Regions from separate parts of the Sus scrofa genome. Here region 1 is linked to region 2. The links are chromatin contacts, called in public HiChIP or PLAC-seq maps. All regions are on one chromosome and are shown on one strand. Each heading gives the region's core, a stretch centred on a gene start, on an enhancer-like site or on the middle of the called end of the contact. The rest is flanking DNA. Distances are from core to core; before and after follow the strand shown. Region 1 overlaps XCR1 (X-C motif chemokine receptor 1). Region 2 holds the start of CXCR6 (C-X-C motif chemokine receptor 6).

Region 1 (4,286 bases), core at 168-2,667, 79 kb before region 2:
CAGACCTGTAGCCACCGACCTACACCAAGGCCATAGCACCTTGGGATCTGAGCCGTGTCTGCAACCTACACCACAGCTCATGGCAACACAGGACCCTTAACCCACTGAGCAAGGACAGGGATCAAACCTGCATCCTCACTGATACCAGTCAGGTTCATTAACTGCTGAGCCACAATGGGAATTCCCTGGTAATATTTCTTGATAAAGTTGTCAGCCCACATGGAAAAGTTGTCAGCCCACATGGGCTTCAGTGTCTTCATGAATGGAGTCAAGTGAATGGTTTTCAAACTGGATTCCTTGGAGCCCAAGCTTTCTGCAGACGAGCTTAAGAGTTTGCCATTGGGAGGGAGGCTCTACACCTGTACTGTCCAATAGGAATATGAAGTAAGCCACACATGCAATTTTAAATGTTGTAGCACCACATTTTCAAAAATCTAACAATAAACAAGTAAAAATGATTTTAATAGTATCTTTTACTTAATCTAGATATTATCATTTCAGCATGCAATCAGTTTGTTAATTTATTAATAAGATATTTCACATTCTCCCTTTTGTGCTAAATCTTCAATATCTGGTGTGTAATTTGTATTTAAGTACATATCAGTTAGAACCAGCCACGTTTGCAGTACTTGACAGCTAGAGTGGTGTACCTGACCTGCCGAGAGGGAGGAGGAATCAGGCGTTTAGAGAAGACCTCCCCCTGGTGGACAAAACTCAAAAGTCCATTTCCTTGATTCAGTAATCATGTAGAATGTCAGCATTATATGTATCCTGAGGGCACTTGGAGAGAGCACCTACAAATCAAAGAAGCAGGTCAAGTGCAGACTCCTGAGGAATTTGAAAGTGAGAATTGTTGATGGCAGACTCCCTTGCTTCTGGGAAGAGAGTGAGTGTGGACTATTCTTTCCAGGAATTTTGCTGTGAACGGGAGGAACATACAAGGCATGGGGCACAGACCTAAGGGTGTTTTAAATGGGAAGAAAATATTTGGACAAAATGCAGGCTGTAGAACACTTGTCATGACCAGATCAAAGGAACCAGAGGCATTCAAGAGTCATACTAACAGAGCTGGTTGGAATACAGACCCTGGAGCCAGCTTCATTGCTTTCTGGCTGTGTGACTTTGGACAGATTACTTACCTCCTTTTGCCTCTGTTCTCGCATCAGTGCAATAGTACCTGCCTCTTCCGTTTGCACTGTGATGAGTTGTGTTTGTATGAGGATTGATTCATTTTTCAAAATAACATACTCAAGTGCTGAGAATAGACATAAGAAAATTAAGTGTTGTATTAGCTATAATGATTAGAGGGATTCATTTAGAGGGGCAACATGTTCTGTGAGTGTTCACACAGGGGGGCTGCCTCTTCCCCAGTGAGTCAGTCGAAGTTCAAATACTGTGTCATGACAAGTCAGAATTCTCAACTCAGAAGTGACAACATTGTTTCAACAGAGGGCAGTGGCCAACAACACATTTCTCTAGCATCTTCAAACTGAAACTGTCAAGAAAGCTGGCTTCCTGACCTAGTGGGGACATTCAGGACCATGGACATCTAACTCTTTGTTTCACTCCTTCCTGGGGAAACTTATCAGGTTTCACAGTTCTATGTTTTATTTTATTTTATTTTTTGGTCTTTTTTGCCATTTCTTGGGCCGCTCCCCGGCATATGGAGGTTTCCAGGCTAGGGGTCGAATCGGAGCTGCAGCCACCGGCCTACACCACAGCCACAGCAACGCGTCTGCAACCCACACCACAGCTCATGGCAATGCTGGATCCTTAACCCACTAAGCAAGGCCAGGGATCGAACCCGCAACCTCGTGGTTCCTAGTCAGATTCGTTAACCACTGAGCCACGACAGGAACTCCTATGTTTTAATTTTGACGCTGATGAATTCAGTGATCTCCTGCTTTTTCTTTTTTCAAAATAATAGCTGTCATGTGTTGAGCCACTACTAAGTGGCAATCACTGACCAATATCTCATCTAATCTATTCAATTCTACGAGGTCAGTTTCCATAAATAACATTATGCCATAAATATCACTTGGAACACTTTTTAAAATTCAACATGATGTTTTTGAGCTACAGCTGTGCGGCTCTAGTAAATCCTTTTCTGATTGCTTCTTTGTCTTACTGTGTATGCATCTGCCAACATTTTATGTATCCATTCCCTAGCGACAGACACCTAGGTTGTCCCAATCTCTGCCATCAAAACAAGATGCAATGAGCATCTTCTCACCTGTCTCTTATGGCCTGTGCAGAATATCTCTGGATAAAGAACCCAAGGGTGGACCTGCTGGGTCAGCGGGTATTTGCAGCCTTACCTTCTTCCAGGTTGTCCTTCAAATGCTATGCCAGTTCCCATTCCCACCAGCCTTGCCTCCAGGGTCCTCACTTTCCCCATTCTCATCAGCCTGTAATGTTATGACTTTCTAATTTTTGCCAAATACATGGGCAGAAATGATGTCTGACAGCTTTAATTTGCATATACGTGATAGCTGTTGAAATCTCATAGGCCTAGAGCTGTTCCAGGCTTGAACTGAAAGGGCTATGCACAGGGCAGTTTCCGTCTAAGAACTGGTAAAAATTCCATGGATGTGTAGCTCTTCACTAGGTGACTTTGTGTATTTCAGTGTATCTGCTGCTCCCACCAGCCCTGGGAAGTAAGTACTTACAGCATATGAGACTCAGAGGGCTTAGTGACTAAGCCGTGGGTCGTCCAGCCAGTTCTTATTAGAACCAGGAAGAGAATCCAAACATTGAGACCCCCTCACCAGAGCTCTTCCTACTCCACCATTTATACCCATAGCCCATCAGGAAGAGATGGCTTTCCCCTGAAGCATAGGGTTCCAATGTTTGTGAGAAAGTTGGGGATTTTGGTTGTTTCTCTGCTTTGTTTCTTTAATCAGCTTCACTGAAGTATCATTCATATACAATAAAATGCACCCATGTTAAGTGGGCATTTCTACAAGTGTACACTGGTATAACCATCACTGGTCCAGACACTTTGATTGCCTTACCCCAATCCTGGATCCAGTGAACAGATGTTTTTGTTGTAGAGCAGAGTTTTAATTGTAAACTAAGAGCTCAAGGCCAGAGACAGAGTCTGAGTTTCTTACAGTGTCATCTGAAGACGCTTTCTGCAGCTTAGTCACCTGCTGAGCAGAACCCAGTCTTTCCCCCTACCTACTGCATCACAATTTCTGGGGCTGAGGCCTGGGGATCTGCATGTTCTTCTTTTTTTCTTTTTTGTCTGCACTTGTAGCATATGGAAATTCCTGGGGCAGGGATTGAGTCTTAGCTGCAGCTACGACCTACACCACAGCTGCAGCAATGCCGGATCTTCAACTCACTGTGCCAGGCCAGGGATCAAACGCTCACCACCACGGAGACAATGCCGCATCATTAACCCACTGTGCCACAGCAGGAACTTGGGGATCTGCATGTTTAATACAACATAAACAATACTTGTGTACCTAAATTTGTAAAACCATGGCTGTGAGCCATGGATAATTGTTGAAGATTTTTGAGCTGAATAGTAGGATAGTAGCTTTTTAAAATTTATTTAACTTTGAAATAATTATAGATTAGCCGGAAGTTGTAAAAATAGTATGGAGAAATCCCACCCAATTTTCCTCCAGTGGTTACATCTTCCTTAACTACAGTGCAATATCAAAACCAGGATTTGGACATGGGTACAATGCGTGTGTATCGTTCTGTTCTGTTTTACCACATATGTAGATTCCTGTAACCACCACCTCAGTCAAGATACAGAATTGTTCCCTCATCACAAAGGTGTCCCTCCTGCTACCCTTTAAAGTCATACCTCCCCCAACATCCATCCCCACCTAACCCCTGGCAACCACTGATCTGCTTTCTATCTCTATGGTTTTTGTCATTTCAAGAGCATTATGTAAATGAAATTGCTCAGTATGTGACCTTTTGAGATTTTGATTTTTTTTACTAGTCCTAAAACCCCTGAGATCTACGTGACTTGTTGCATATACCAAAAGCTTGCTCCTTTTTATTCCTGGGTAGTATCCCATGGTATGGAATTTAGCCATTCACCCATCATGGGACATTTTGGTTGTTTCCATTTGGGGGCTATTAAGAGTTAATCTTCTTTAAACAATTATGTATTGATTTTTGTGAGAATATAAGTTTTTACTTCTCTAGGATAAATTCCTAAAAGTGTCACTGCTGGATCATATGGTGTGTGTTCAGTTTTTAAAGAGACTGATATTCTTTTCCAGAGTGTCTATGTCATTTCGCATTTCCAAGAGCAACGTGTA
Region 2 (4,845 bases), core at 1,646-4,145:
ATGGACCCTGGTAGTCAGACCACAGGAATTACATGCACTGGGGGCTGAGGGTGGCCCCTCCTGTCTTCCCACTCTTCCGTTGCCCACTTTTAGGGGTCAGATAGTCACCTCCTAAACCCACTCACTCCTCTGCTCAGTAACAGATACTGGAGACAGCCAGTTCTGAGGGGAAACTGTTCAGACATGACGGGAGACCTTTCCATAGCCCTGAAATTCCCAGGATCTCACCTATCTGGAAGACAACACATAACTGACCTCATGCGCATTCTATAAAATCCTGTGCTAAATGGTCTTAGAAGCAAAGGTCACCAGGTGGTGAAATGGGGACAGTGTCCTTTTGGAAAAACCTCACTGCTCTTCATTGGGGAGGACCGTCTTCATCTCCCCATCTCTCAGCAGGTTCCCACCCAGCCTGTGCCCCATTTTGTGTAAAGTTGACCCCTGGACTACAAGTTGTGAAAGCTAAGGCTAGTATTCCCTTCCCAGGGGCTCCACCGTCAAGGAGACTCTGGAGACCCAGAGGTGTTAGTGGAGGACAGGACTTTTCTGCCCGAGTGGGCTATTTCCTCTGTCACATCTTGCCCCCAAGGGGAGACAAGGCAGGCAAGAGCCCAGGCTGCCCAGTGCTTTGGTTGAGCAGCTTTCTGACCACGGGCCTGGGCAGTTCGCTTCTCGCCCAACCCCAGCCTTCCCCTTTATCATCTGTCAGTGTATGACATTCCACCCCCAGACTTCTTTGATCTTCAGAAATCTCTTACAAGATGGAGTCCCCCAGAAGGGAACATTGCCTTAGCCTTTATTATCAGCAGGGTAGGGCCCAGGGGTCTGCTTTAACAAATGGAAGACCTGATTGAAATGGGATGTCAGGAGGGTGGGCAGCCACAGTGGGGCCAGTGGCCAGCCTTGCAGTGGGGCTGCTTGTCACAAAGACCAAATAGCTATCTATTGTTTCCAGCCCTTCAAGGTTATCACATCCTTCTGACCCTTCTCTGGGCCCCATGACCCTGCTGGGGACCATGACAGGACACAGGGTACTGTATTCTGTGGTGTGGGAGCAGGGACAGCTGTGGCAGCATCAGCCTTGGGGGGCCAGGTCAGTCCCTGCCACTGGCCATCAGGTGTTCAACACACAGCGGAGTGGCTCTTCCACTGACCGGTGCCACAGCCCACTTGCACCTCAAGGAGATGCTTAAGAAGAGTAGGCATTTGGTTTAGCAAAGTCAGAGTATCAATTGGCCTGACGGGGAGTCTGGTCTCCTCAGAGGCTTTTCTTTCCTCATGCTGTGTCCTTACTGGAAGTGATGTCAGCCCTGGTGCTGCCACCTTGGTCTTTCATGGGATCACAGCACCCTTTCTCTCTAAGAAAGGGCCTTGACCTTGGGCTAAGACTGCTCAGGGAAAAGTCTGTCCTCTGACCACAAAATATTAGGCCAGCTGGTAGGCATCATACTCCACCAACTCTGGGCCACTAGGTCAAGCGGGTCAGAGAGTGATTTGTGTGTGTGTTATTACTACACATGGGGACCAAAACATCTTTCACCATTTCGAATATGAAACAAGTGGTTTTGCTTCCCTTGAAAGTAATGTCAAATCTCCACTATTGTTTAACTTGCTCTTGGCCTTTAAGAAAAAATTCTATTATAGCTGTCACTGCATCCTTATTCTGCCATCGCAATTTGCTCAGAGGGCCCATGCAAATTCGTTTGTAATCATTGATAAACTTAAAGTAGTATTTAACAGATTGGGACTACACAGTTCTGTGCAGATAGAGTCCTAAAAATTACTTAATCTTCTAGAATTATTAAAACTCATTTCTGTATCTTCTATAACCAAAGTCCTATGTTGATTTCTGAAAACTAAAAAATATTATATACAAATTTAGAAATGGTAAGCGTCTGATGTTAAATAAATGAACAAAGTATAATTCAAACATAAACTAGAATATGACTGAAATGTTTAGGAAGTGCTTTTAATGATTTTGGAAAATGCAAACCATTTAAATTGCTCAAAACAATGTAAGTACAAATATGCAAAATAATATTGGCTGTTAGTAATACAATGAATAGGTGACAAAATGAATGTGAAGTTGATCATGATTCTCAACCTTTTTTGATCATAAACCCCTTCGAGAATCTCATAAAAGCTGTAGACTGTTTCCCTCAGTAATAACTACACAGATGCCTGTAATTCTGGGGGTTCATGATCTCTTTAAAATTTCTCTACCATGTGTTCTGCAGACCTCATTTAAGACTCCACAATAAGCTATGTGATTTTGACTATTTTTTTTTAAACATAGAAAAATGACCAGATTTTATTAGCAGTTCGACTCTGGCTGGTAGAATTAGAGATGACTTTTTACCCTTCCTTCTTTATATTTTTCTCTATTTTCTAAAGTTGCTACAGTTGTATATAGACTTATATAGAGAAAAGAAGGTAAACCATAATCTAAGATACTAGCCTATCTTATAAAATGGAAAAGAAACTAAAGGAAACCAGAGAGAGACATTAGTAAACAAACTCAGTGACTAGACTCTCCTTATTCCCTGGGGAGAGTCTGATTATATCATTGTCAGTATCCATTTACAAGCCCTGTGTGCCCAGAACCAGGGTAAATCATAATTCTCTCATCTAATCCTCCGGGCAGCAAATGGCGGAGATGGAGTTTGAACCAAGGGCAGTTGAGCTTGAGAGCCTGGGCATTTCACATGGTACTGCACTGCAGGCAGGACTCTGAGAACTCCAGAAACCTGGCGGTAGCCCCTGTCTTTAAACTTTAAAGAAGACAAATGACTCACCAGTAGAGGTGCTCTGTCAGTGGGTTCCAGAGATAAGGTTGCTCACAGCAGTGAGGTCTGCTTCTCCCTCTCTGTGATGTGGTCTGTGTTTCCGTTGAGTAATTTTTAAGAGCCCTCGGTTGGTGATTATATGACACTTAGCCCTTCCCCATTTTGCAAATCAGAATACACATGACCAGCCTGCACTCATGTAATGTGGGGGTCAGAGACAAGAAGCAGTAGCTCTGATGCTGCACACCCCCTGAAGCCTGGCTAGGGACGTACTCTTTTGCCAGGACCTGAGAGGGTTTTAATTTGTAAACCAAAGAGGAGCAATAAGCAGCTCTGGCAGTGACAATCCACTGAAGATGGTAGCATTTGTGCCCTAAAATTAGTTCATTCACCAGTTGTACATATCTTTGGAGCAGTTTGGGTCTGGACCAATGCAAAGCCGATGCTGTGGCCTGGGTTCTGTGTATGCATGTAGCTCCAGTGCACATGACAGCCCTGATCCTCAGAGCAGTCCTGCAAGTAGGTATTAGCCCATTTTATAGATGAGAATGTGGAGGACGTAGCCAAAGAACAGTCCTATGGACTCACAGCTAATAACTAATAGCCACTTCCAGCACACAAACTCAGATCTATGACCTTGCCAGACCAGTGGATCAGATGGCTTGTGAATGATGGGTCTGCCAGAGAGCATGATGCAGACCTGCCTCCTGAAACCACACCACTCAGGCAGTGCTTACTACCCTACTTGTCCTGGGTAGAATCAGCAGTGAACAGCCTGAACCAGATACTGAAAGTCAAGGCACCCATCCTTCTGAAAGAAATCTTTTGAGACAAGACATCCTTTCAGAATGAGCCAGCCTGACATTTTGGAATCTTTAAGCTTTGAGAGATGAGTTTTTCCCAGGGACAAGCCAACTCTGTCATTTAGGATCAGTTCACAGGGTGATGTTAGAAGGGCCTGAATCCTGTCACTCATTCGCTGTGGGGAGAATCAGGCCTCAAGCCCAGTGCCCGCCGTGACTGTGATGGAGCGCATGCTTGGGTGGGAGAGGTGATGTCTGTATTAGAGAGAACATGACCACGTTTGTCACAACCATTCTCCAATAGAAAGTTCTCTAGTGGAAAACTTTGGAGCCCTTCACAATTTGGGGGCCAGAATTTTATTTCAACCAATTTATAAAGTGCCTTTTGTTATCTTCCAGGTCGTAATGCTCACTGCTTTTCTTTGAAAGGAAACTTCTTGTGGGAAAGTACCTAGTCATACTTCTTGGGTTTTTCCCAGAGTATTCAAATATTTCTTAAACAGAATCAAAAGGCCGTGGCAGCCGTACCCCCTGAAGGCTTCTGTCTGAAGTCAGGCCATGTTGACCTGCTCCCTTTTTCTGAACACCTGCCACTCTCTAGACAGGGCCCTGGTGAGGAAGGTGTTCCAGGACTCAGGGATGAGGCAGTTGCTCCTGGGAGAAGAGTATCTTGTCAGGTAGTGGTTGTGGCTGGAGCTGTGGAGGATGAGTGGAAAGAACCTCACAAAAGCAGACTAACCAGAGGGCAGCAGGGAAAGGCATGGCCTGCTCATCAGTGCCTTGGGGCCAGTCCTGAAGGATAGGCATGTGGGTTTGCATGTTTTGGTCAAGCTGTAGTTATTAGGTAATAAGCAGTCAAAACCAGAAGCCCTCTTCACTTGGTTTTTAGGCAGAAAGGAAGCCTAAAAATTTACTTTTTTTTTTCTTTGTTAAAAAAAATTTTTTATTAATGTGTAGTTGATTTACAGTATTGTGTCAATTTCTGCTATATAGCATAGTGTCACAGTCATACATATATATACATTCTTTTACTCATATTATCTTCCATCATGTTCTATCACATGAGATTGGATATAGTTCCCTGTGCTATATAGTAGGACCTCATTGCTTATCCACTCTAAATGTAATAGTTTGCATCTGCTACCCCCAAACTTGCCCATCCCACTCCCTCCCCTCACCATCCACCTTGGCAACCACAAATCTGTTTTCTATGTCTGTGAGTTTCTGTTCTGTAGATAGGTTCATTTGTGCCATAT

The links. HiChIP or PLAC-seq counts read pairs in DNA pulled down with a chosen protein or histone mark.
Region 1: a contact with region 2 is called in an H3K27ac HiChIP or PLAC-seq map of alveolar macrophages, with 5 times the contacts expected there. The contact joins the enhancer-like site here to the promoter of CXCR6 in region 2. A contact is called at or near these places in 1 of 5 promoter capture datasets (liver), 9 of 47 Hi-C or Micro-C datasets (alveolar macrophages, blood, heart right ventricle and 4 more) and 1 of 2 datasets of contacts at active chromatin or transcription factors (alveolar macrophages).

What each region holds. Positions count from the first base shown.
Region 1 is chr13:29,171,867-29,176,152 of Sscrofa11.1, reverse strand. The region is part of intron 3 of XCR1 (X-C motif chemokine receptor 1); the gene reads left to right. Among named protein-coding and RNA genes, the nearest start is that of FYCO1, 31 kb to the right of the region's middle. Within about 2 kb of position 1,417, at least 1 of the 83 cell types and tissues checked has an H3K27ac peak or open chromatin away from gene starts, as enhancers often do. A contact at or near this core is called in alveolar macrophages, where this site is marked.
Region 2 is chr13:29,093,950-29,098,794 of Sscrofa11.1, reverse strand. It overlaps CXCR6 (C-X-C motif chemokine receptor 6), which reads right to left and starts at 2,895. Exons shown (of 2, transcript NM_001001623.1): 1 at 2,796-2,895; 2 at 1-7. It also overlaps a transcript of FYCO1 not described here.